2 separate regions of the Drosophila melanogaster genome follow, and region 1 is linked to region 2. The links are chromatin contacts, called in public Hi-C maps. All regions are on one chromosome and are shown on one strand. The core of a region is the stretch at or near the end of the contact, and the rest is flanking DNA. Distances in the headings are between cores, read along the strand shown.

Region 1 (5,604 bases), core at 17-2,516, 400 kb before region 2:
GCGGATGGCTTCACCGCTGGCAGATTTTCCTTATTATCACTGGCCGCCAAACTGAGCTCGCTGGCTCCATAGAGTTCCGGCAACTCGGGCAGATTCAAGTCCAAGCCCAGCTTTGCCGGAGCCGTGACATTCATGTCCAGCGCCACGGAGTTGGACTTGTGCAGGTATACCTTCAGTTCGCTGCGATGCAGATTCTGAACGGATTGCGATTGCCTTTGCTGGCGGGCAATACGTGGTCGTCTGATTGGGGGATCTATGGCAATGGTTATGGGCGTTATGGGGCGCTTCACATCCTGGTTGGCAGTCAGGAGCTTTTCCTCCACCTCGTGTTTGGGCGTCTCAAATTGTTCTGGTTCCTCCAGATCGTCTAGATATTTTAAGTCCCCCATCTCTTCTTCACGATGTTGTTTCTTAGGAAGCTGAAATTGATGACCATACTGATCGCGATCGTTCTTTTCGACCTGATCATCAGCGATTTGCAGATCCTCATCCCTTTCCATTTGTTGCGGACTACTCCTGGCGTCCACAAACTCCTCCTCATCCGAACTCCTGGGCGTCAGGGTTCTTACTATACTGGAGGTCTGGGCTATGCCGCCGCCAATCTGTTTGAGTCTCGCCTCCGTGACATCGAAACGGTCGGTGTCCAATGTTGTAGTCGATATTAAAATCGGAGCTCCGATTTCCAGGCGATGATCATCGGAATGGCTACCGGTCATATTGTAGCTTCCAGTATGGAGTTTAGTGGGCGAAACGGAATTATCAACGACATTATTCGGCGGATTCAAATTCATACTGCCGAGATTACGACGTCCCAGTTTATTTCCCAACACTGAGTAGCGCTTAATCCTTCCCAGAAATCCTTTTGCACCGCCTTTTTGATTATTATTGCTTCCGATATTATTGTTATTGTTGGTGGTGTTTTCCGATTGGGGCAAATCGGCCATGGCGGCATTATCTTTGCCGCCCAGCTTGAATTTGTGCACCCGCAGGTGGTTCATCTTTGACGGCTGTTCGATTTATGGGACACACAAAAACATTACAAAAATTCCAATTCCTAAACTTGCACTCTCGTTCGTGCGTCTGTGTGTGTGTGTGTGCGTGAGAAAGGTAAAGCAACAACAAATGCAACGCGGCGAAGGGAACGATGAAAAGGGGGAGAGCAAACGGGGCTTCTTCTAGGTAAAAAGAGAGCGACAAAAGAGGAGAGCGAGAGTCGACCTGGAAGTGACGCTCGTCGATGGGAAAGCATCCGTTTTTTTGGAAAGAATCAGATTGGTCAAAGTGCTGTCATAATTCATCAATCGAGTTCGCGAATTGTATTCTACGGAGTGTTAACATGTAAATGTGATACGGGAAATAACAAATATTCATTTTATTCAAACGAGACACATTATTTTAATAAGTTCTTGCATAAGAAATCATATCGCAACCAGATACTCAACATTACCAACAATTAAAATGTAGTAGGTATGCACTTGCATACATTTACCGTTATCACTAATAACTATTATCTGTTTGTTATTTTAGATATGCTGAACTGTACACCTTTCGTTGCAGAAGAAACGCGAGCAAGTGAGGCACTGAATGAAATGTAAAAGCTATTAACTCCCTAATTTAGTTCATATGAAAAGTGGCAACCATGGCCTAAGGCAATCTAAATTCCACTGGAAGCACATTCTTCCATAAATGGTTAATCCGAAATAGCCATCCGTTATACCCGTAATACCCTGTAGCAAGTAACATAAGCAGGCGATGTTTCACCTACATAGCAAAGTGTACACAGATAACATAAACACACCGAACAGAACAGGAAAACAAGAAGGAGCCGAAGGAGAAGGAATGGGTAAGTGACTTAAGAACGGTGCTAAGAATAGGGAGAAATGTAATGAAAAGGTCGCTCCCTTCTTCACCTTCTGGCGACCCCTAACCCTCTCTGTCCACCGTGCTCTCACCTTTTCCCCCACTGTTGCTCACCCGATTCCCTTCCTCTTTGCTCCAGTTTTCGATGCAGGTAGAGATTACAAATCGGTTTTGTGCTCAGTGGGGGAAGGGGGGGGGGGGTTTATAAAGAGGGCCAGCAAGGAAGGCAAGGGACGCGGCGCAGTGGAAGAGATAAGGGGAAGAAGAAGCGGACGCACAAATCGCTGCGTTGGCCACTGGAATAAATGGAATAACAAAACTAAGCCAGCGACTGCAAAGTCGCCGCCCGTGGCGCCCCCATCGACAGCGACGCCGACTGCGACGTCTGTCTGTCTCCTTTTCTGTTTTGTGTCTGTCCGATCAAGTGTGGATCCACAGCAACGATCAAGCTAATAGGATCAGTTAAAAAAAACAGATTCATATATTAAAAAATATGTATAAGCCAACCCATTAAAATTTCTCTTTTTAATTTAATTCATTCAAAGGACCCATATTGTTTTTGATCTTCTTGACCTAACTTTATAATTATTTATGCACGCTAAAAAAAGTAAATACCTATAGGAAATTTAACAATATTTCTTTGTTTAGAAATTACCATTCAAATTTCTGGTATTGTGCCTATTTTACGATCACTTCGTTCCGCTGCTGTTCGTCTTCTTCTTATGCCTCTCTATCCACCGTCATTCCGTGTTGGTAATTATATAAATCATTTATTTATGAACTATTTACTTTCGAGTTAAGTCAGATAATGGTTATTCTCAACGATTTCTCTCCCTCGCCGCCTCCCTTTTCCAATTTCCATTACTTCGCTTGAATGAAATGCAAATTGTTTTCTCATTTTCCCTGGGCAGAGTGGATTTTCTAATTACAAATGAGCATATAACGCGGGTAAACTCCGATTTCTGTTGTTGCAATTGCATCCCAAAGTGGAGCACTGGAATGGGGGACGACGAAGAGAGGGGGCGGGTAAGAACTGGGGACAAGCGACGATCATTAAGCCCCCAGTTGTTGTTATAACTGTAATGTGATGTAAGGTTCGTGCTAAATTTCTACAAATGCATATATTCCACAGTGAAGCCTCGGAAACGAGAAGATAACTAGTATCTATAGAGGGTTCCTACATTAGCTTAGTCATTCAGTTCCCTTAGTAATATAGAATTTACATAAACGGCTTGGTGAAAAAGTTCCAAGCTAATTGAAGAGAAGAACGGTAAGCGCGCTTACTCAGTGACCACTGTACTCGTAGGTCTCTAGATATCTGGGTTGCCTTTGTTACACTTTTCGCGATTCAAATGGCCGACGTGCGAAACCGTAGTAAGTAAAACAATTTAATTACATTTTGCACTTGTTGTTGCGGCTAATAGCATTTGCATCGAGCAAGAAGCAGAGCAGCCAAAGAAGATGCTCAACCAGGGGGGGGGGGCGTTGTTTGCTTAATAAGCGGCAGTGGGAGCGAGAGGGGTTAATCGCACCGTCTGCGATATGTCACGTTTCGCGGAGGCAGGTGGAGTGCAATAAAGTGGAGTGTGTGACAAGTCAAAAGACAATTCAACTAATGAGCGAGCTTAGCTTAGCTGAAAAGCCGCACAAGCAGTTGCAAGGGAGTCGAGTAAGCAGTGCGTAAGCAGTGCTACACTGGGACAGAAATCTGCGCTTACACCGATTGCTCCACCCTAATATTTACTTTAAAAAATGATCAATAACTTTCCTTGCTAGTTGCAAATTTGATATAAAAAAAAGAAACTCACTCATATTTATAAAGATTCAATTCATATTTGCTTTACTACTTGAAAACAAAAATCTCAGCTGATGAACAATTTCGGGAAGTGCAAAAAGGTGGAGCCACAAAAGATGTGAGGGAAACCAAGAGGAGAACCTGCAATTATGGGAAGCCTTCTGCCGACATCGCAGTTCAGGTTTAAAAGTCAAATAACATAAATTATGGCCAGGCGGACGGAAGATCATATGGGGGTAAGACCCACGAAGATAAACAGTGGAATAACTCTGTCCGTGGGCCTTTTGGTCTCTATAAATAGAGTTGCCAACTGCGGCAATTGCAGCCACCGACAATTGCGAGTCCCTTTTGGATGGTTGCGTTCTTTTATGGCAATTTATGATTAATAAAAGGAATTAATCGCACACAATGCCAGCGAATGGCCATAATTGGTGGCCACCGACTCCTGTAAGGATCCACGGATCACACTCAAGGTCATCACAAGGCCATATAAGGCCATAAGGCAGCACCGACTATTACCCACTCTCATACCATTTTTGGTTTTCCTGATTTTCTTAAGATAACTGCCTACACTCGTTTCTATTTTCTAATTCACTTCCAAGCTGCGACTTCAACAGCGATTGACTGATTTATAGTTCAGCTGAACTTCAGTTTTTATACCAATTAGAAAGAAGTTGGGCCGCAAGTGCACTGCGAAAAAATTTTCTCAGAATAGAAAAAGCTTTGGTCACTAATAACTTTTCTATATTCTCCGAGTGTGGAACCTCAGCCCCCTTAACACTCCGATATCCATGCCCCTTAATGCCAGGCACTAAACGTTGCCTCTGTCGTCGCCATTGTATATAGAAATTGATTCCCATAAACAAAAAGTGCGAACACCTGAATACAGTAAACCGTTCATGGGTTGCGTTTTTCCATTAAAAAAGGTACGAATACCTTGAATTAATGTGATCCTGCTGCTGAATTCTTGTTAATAATACATATATACACCGTATGTATATAGTGTGCGTTTGATATGAGAGAGTAGATGGTATTGCCTTGTTATGCGACTATTTACTTGGCATTAATCTCATTCCACTGCTGTATCCAGGCAGTGGTTTATGGTGCGCATTTATCTCATTTAATGTCTAGAACAATAAACAAAACGCTAAACGTGTAGTTGTAGTTGCCAAAAAAAAAAAAAAATAATAATAAATAAAACTGAAAAACTGATTTTCCTGCCCTTTACACTTCGATCTTTCGATCTCTCTGCGCCACCCAAAAATAGAGAATGAAAATGGGGTAGAGCCAAGTCGAAAAATATACGAAAAAAAAAACCTTATAGACAATGTTTGCATGTCGACGCTTTCTGTTTCACTTACGCAAATATTTTCACAACTTATCGCGGGATGTTGCGCCAAATGCGCAAGGTCTGAGACCCGAATGCAAAAATAATTCTCTTAATGAGGCAATTCAATGGCGAACCACACTGTTTGCCTTTCCCCGCATTTCTCGAATGCCATTCAAATGGTTAAAACTCTTGTTCACCCGGGTTTCGTCTTTTATCTCACTGATCTAATCTGATCTGATCCGATCCGATCCCATCCGATCCGACCACCTGATTCGTGTAGGTCACGTTCGTTGGGGTGTCGAGATGATGTGTGGTGAGATGGTGCGGATACAGGTGCGGATACTCAGCTGGCTAGATAAACGGATTAAGGAAGTTGGCGAAAACGCTCTTATCAATGGATTTCGTGCAGAAGAAGAAACTGCTATGTAATCGCCAAATGCGATAAGGTTGTTATATAAGTGTACTTGAAAGTTCTTTTCTTTTCTCAGAAGAAATTATGATGTATGTATCTGCAATCTAAGCTTTGAAAGTAAGATAGTTCTGTGCACGTATCTATGAATAAATAAATACAAATAACATTAGATATATTAGGTACAAGTGAGATAGAAGTTCCTTTTCT
Region 2 (5,663 bases), core at 2,359-4,858:
AAATTCCAATTAGTTTCTTTCCACTCTTTTCTCGCAGTGCACTCGCAGTCGTCCTTGTCCCGCTGCCTGGGCTCCTTGCCACTTGGTCCTGCGTCGTGTGCGCGGCCACTTTGCGGTTGCGAGCGCTTAACCGCATCATAAAACCATCAGCGAGCATAAAGGCAAGCCATTATAATCATCGGGCCACGCACTGCGAATTAAGACCGAGATCCCGGTAGCCTTGGTACTCGGATCTAGGATCTTGCATCTTGCATCTCGCATCTCGCATCTGAAGAACCTACCCGCTGGGCTCTACGCCTACCTAGCCTCCTTTACAGATGCATTGATCCTGCGGATCGCCTTAATGAAACTGGGTAAAATGCATTGAGATATTGGCAAATCCACGAGATCTGTATCCGCTGCACTTGCCGCACAACAAACTAATCGTGCTGCTGGTTTTTCCTCGGTTTTCCGCTGATCTCTTGACATTTTTATTGATTCAAACGGTTCGCAGCTCAAATGTTATAACATGCCTACCCATTTCTACCCAATGTTGATTAAGGCTATTAATCCATAAACTTAGATTAAATTGAGATTACACCGCTCGAGTGCAATTGAAATGTAAAGCCTGATTATCTGGGTATATATAAATGAAATATAGAAACCAATTCCCTTTGAGTGGGCTCCTTCTGGAAACAAACTTCTTCAATCTTTGATGGACTGTTGCCGGGGTAACGAGCTTATTTAATCAGGCTGTTCATGCCACGCCCACACAACCGCCTCATAATGCCACTGCCACGCCCTTTGGCCCCGCAATCTTAGATCCCCGCCACAGCCCCGGCCAGTAAACCAAACCCCCTTTTGCGAAGACAATAAAGACAGCGGCTTGAGGCTAATGAAATTTACTGGCTCGCAAGGAAGACGAAGGGGGGGGGGGTGTCATAAGGGGGACCCTCCCCACACTGCAAACAATATTGTTCGAATTGCCACATATTATAGAAACTGCAAAGTTGAAATCGATTTATTCCGGCAGTTATTAAGATGTATAAAAATATACTTTGAATGAAATGTATAAATGTCATTCGTTTGTTGCCTTCAAATTCTTTACTCATATTTATTTATTTTGTGCAGTGCATGTTGCATGCCACGCGCCTACGACAGAGGCTAATGAATGTGCTGGGCAATAAAAAATCAGCCAAACGAATTGTCGTTAATCAGCCAGCAAAAAAAAAAAAAAGCGAAAAAATTGTGAAAAAATGGGCAGAAGAAATCGCAATAAAAAAAAAAGTAGTGGAGGGGGGTAAGCAAGGCAAGTTGCCTGCGTTTCTAGTCGAAAACCTGAACACCCACACATAAGACCCCCCGCCACCGCCCCTTCACAGTTCTTTTTTTTTTTTTTCTTGCCCCACGGAGCAATCAAAACTGTCGCCTATGAAAAATGTTTTGGGGCAAATGGCGGCGAACTTTTCGCGGCTGGCGACTCGCGAACAAACAAAACAGAAAAAAAAAATAGGGAGAAAATAAAAAATGATGGCAAAAGTACACCCACGTGTACATATGTGCGCTCAACTTTGAGTATTTTCATTTTCAAATCGGTTTTTTACTTGCTTTGCGTTTTTTATTCGCTGACGCTGAAAAAGGCCGAACTAAAAAAGATACAATTTTCATGTTGGCAGTTGTAGTTTTTATTCGTATGTAATGAAATTTACGCGTTAGTTACTTACATATACTCCAAAAGATAAGACCTATAATTGTTAAAGTCTTATTTCAATTTTGGTTTTTCACAATTGAAATTGAAGTGAAAAAAAAAACAAACTTCCTATTGAAAGTTTAAATTAACTATTTGTAAATTGTGTAAGTAAATTACAGTTTTTGTCTAACTAAAACTTTTTCATTTGCGCGCAGTTTTTGCCTCCGTGAATTTTACTCCAAAAACATTTTACATTTCCCCGCAACATTTTTCATGAAAATTAGGTTTTTGTTTTATTTCATTTCGGGCTCTCTGTACAATTTTTTTTTCGAGATTTCCCGTTCGTTGTGTCCGAGTCCCAATTTGTGCGCTAAGCTTTTCCCCTCGAAGGGTAATTGCCTCATGTTTCATCTACACATCAATTAGCCGCAACAATTTAATTTGCCCGCCTGGAAATGGGAAAAGTGCGGTAGCTGGATAAAAAAAAAATAATAAGCACACAGCAATTTCAACAAGAAAAATCCATAAAATATTTGTGCAACATTTTCTCGCCGCCCAAACCTGCGGGCCGTTAGTGCGAGTGAGATGGCCAAACAACTGTCGTCAGCTATTTCAAATTGTCATAAAAATTTGATAAGGTTTTTTCCGCTGCTCCCCCAAACCACCCAACTCTGCGAATTTTTATTCCTGCGTCAGCTACAAGGCAAAAATATAACAGAAAAAAATGTTTGGGCACAAAAAGTGTTGGTTGCTCGAAAATATCATTTACAGTTAGACTGCCATGGTAGAGAATTTATAAATAAGCTAATTAATAATTATAAGCTAGTTGAAAATTAAAACTAACAAAACCGCTTTGCAAAACTAAATCATAATTATAATAGCTATATCTATTGAAATCATTTATTAAAGACCTCTTTTGAGCAATTCTTAGCCCACGAATAGCAAACTAGACTTTAAACCCAAATCCACCTTAAGTTTCGATTCTTTTCGCCTCACTTTGCGTAAATGATAATTGAACAATGGGGGCCGCCCATTGGGGCGAAAGAGAGGGGGCGTGCCAAGTGTGAGTGGCTGGCTCTCCCCATCCCTGTCGCGCTTTCGCCGCTGGTGTTGTGTGTGCATGGCAATTTGCGACGCAGAAGTAGAAGAGGAGGAAGCTAAAGAAGAAGCAGTAGCAGCAGTAGCAGCAGCAGTAGCAAAAGTAGCGGTACTGACCAGCGTCCTTTAAACGCCCGTCGCCACCTACCCCCGTTTCCTTATCTTTCGCTGTTAGCTAACAAATTTTTGCGTTGTTTTCGCTGTCTTGTCGTTTTCATTAAAATTTCATTGCTGCCGCGCAAAAATACGAAGGTACGTTGTTGCTTTTTTTTCCTCCTTTTATGACTATGTATTTTTTGCTCCTCGTTTTTTGCTCTTGTGGCAACAACAAAGTTGTTGAACTGAATTTTTTTGGGGTGTGGTCCCACACTCAAACGCACACCAGCAACGTACACACACGCTCATACACGCGCGCACACACACGCGCAGCAGCAACAACACAGCGGTAAATACAGCTGCTCAGCAAACGGTACCACCAGCAGTTGTCTCGCTCCCACTCAGTCAGGTTGTAAGCGGCGTGCGAGAGAGATGCCGCAAGAGAGTGAGAGAGAGAGAGAGAGCGAAATACTGAACGACTGGAACGGAGCGAAACTACGGCTATCTCACTCTGGCGCGCGGTAGAGAGCCGGGCAGCCATTGCTAAAAGCAGGCACTCACTCGCTCTCCCTCTCGTTTCCACCACCGCTGGTGTTTGTTTGTTGTTTTTTTCCTGCTTCTTCTTCCAACATTTTTTCTTGTTGTTTTTCTTTTTTCGCAGACTCTGGTCGAACGACTTTTGCTCTGCCCGCTGCTCGCTGCGCTGCTGCCGCCGCTGCCATCGTCCGTGGAAGGTGTACCGCAATTCATTTCCAGAGTAACTTTCGTGCCGCTCGGGTTGTTTTTGTGCGTCGTCCGTCGCCCAGTTGCTCAGTTGCTCATTCGCCCCGTTCGCCGCTCGTTCGATCGCTCTCGCCACTCGCCGCGTTCGCCGATAAGCAAGCAAGCACCAGCGCAAGCCAATAACAACAATCAATTCGCCGTCGCCAAACCGAATCAAATCAAATCGAAGCAAACTAAACCAATCAAACACAAATAAACAAATATCAACACGAGAAGCTATAGCTAACACAGCTATAGAGAAACAAAGAGCCCCAGAGGAGAATACTAAGTAATACAGAGAGATATATCCTTTTGGATATAACGCAGTGCCAAGTGACGAGAATCTGTTTTTTTACCGTGTTGCCAGTGCTAAACCATAAACATCGCCCAAAAAACATACATCTCTGGAATACAATATTTATATATATATAAATATACATATATATCTTTATATATATGCATGTGTAAAATATACTCATGCCATAACCATATAGTAGTTGGATCCGAAAACAAGTCACCATTGGAATACAGCACCGTTTTGCTTCTAGTTTTGTTTGTGTTTTTTTTTCGGTGAGTGCGATCCGCCGATATCGAGAAATCGGTAGCAATCTATATATCCAGCAAGGAATGTGGAGCCGAGAGATAAGCACGGATTACATGGGGAATCTGTAGACCTAAGTAGTTTTTGGGGGAGCGGGAATCTATCTTAGGGATTACTCTTATCAACTTGTTTATTTAGCAGAGATATTAGGTCACAAGTCTTACATTATCTATGACATATTTGAAATACACTCTTTAAACTTGGAATAATATTGAAAGATCTAACACGCTGTAAAGCTTAATTATTTTCTTTTTCGTTATCGCTTCAACTTTATTCTTGAGCCAATCTTCATTCTTCATTATAAAGCTCAGACTTTAGAGATATGTTATAATATGTTTGGTTCACTATTTTCGATTAGCCGAACTTGACAGATCTTTTGTTTTTCACTTACACTTCTACATATATTTACAAGGTTAAAATGTTCTTCCAAATGCTATAATCAACCGATATTATTTTGCCACATATACTAGTCTTTATTTAGCTTCAGATTCAATGGATCTTAGAAGTCTTTAATTGGAATACTATTCATTGATTTCGGGGACTCCCAAGTCCAACAATAGAGTTACCTATTCCATGCCCGAAACTTTGTTTCAGTTCCTTCAGCTCTTCGTGATATGATGGAGCCTTTTTTTTAAAAATCTGGTTTCGGTCAGGAAATTTCCGCCTATGACTAATGTGCTGATCGTAATGTGAGAAAATGCGCGTTTCGGAGATTCGTTATGATTTTCATAATTTTAATGGGCATATTAAGGCCGCCTCCCCTAATTAGGCAAAACAAAAAGAAGCCAGCAAGAGCCGACCAAATCGATACGAGAAATGTGATATAGAAAAAAGGCTAACAAAATGATAGGGCCAACGGCGAAGAAACCCCAAGAAAATCAATACTAGATACAATAGAAGACAGCCGACGGACCCGTTCGGGTCACATTATTCACACATATTCCCAACATCCCCACATCACCACATTCCCACTTCCCGATGTTAGCGATCGGATCGTCTAATTTCAAAGCGGCGGCTATAAATTAAAATATCTGAATAATACGTTGACTCCTCGCTGGCTACTTTGTTGTTCTGCTTTATTATTAATTTGCATATGGTTTTCTAACATAAAGCAACTGAATATTAAATATGCAAGTCGATTCATTTTTCTCCCATTCCGATAGTCTTTCTCCATTCGAATCAAAGTGTTGAGAATGGGATTCGGATTCGGCTTCAGATTCGGATACGGAGTTCGTGCAGTTGGTGTAGCTGGTGAAGCTGGTGGGGATCTCTTGGGATCTATTCGGTCCCACCCACGCTTGTGCTTGCTGGCCCTGCCTAGATCCCCATAGTATCACAATACCTCAATGTACCAATCTTCCAATGCCAATTCATTCATTCACAACATCCGCCCAGCGTTGTCGATTGTGAATTGAAAGTCGCCGAGATCGCGTCGCG

What was found. Hi-C and Micro-C count contacts between places; a contact is called where the count stands out from the background.
Region 1: a Hi-C map of the Kc167 cell line shows a contact between it and region 2, with 1.7 times the contacts expected there. The contact joins the promoter of lncRNA:CR43836 here to the promoter of oc in region 2. A contact is called at or near these places in 2 of 107 Hi-C or Micro-C datasets (the Kc167 cell line and the S2 cell line).

What each region holds. Positions count from the first base shown.
Region 1 is chrX:9,044,653-9,050,256 of dm6, reverse strand. It overlaps lncRNA:CR43836 (long non-coding RNA:CR43836), which reads left to right and starts at 1,266. Exons shown (of 4, transcript NR_073642.2): 1 at 1,266-1,467; 2 at 1,528-1,843. It overlaps Nost (Nostrin), which reads right to left. Exons shown (of 8, transcript NM_001298100.1): 3 at 1-1,007.
Region 2 is chrX:8,648,626-8,654,288 of dm6, reverse strand. It overlaps oc (ocelliless), which reads left to right and starts at 3,608. Exons shown (of 4, transcript NM_078536.4): 1 at 3,608-4,195.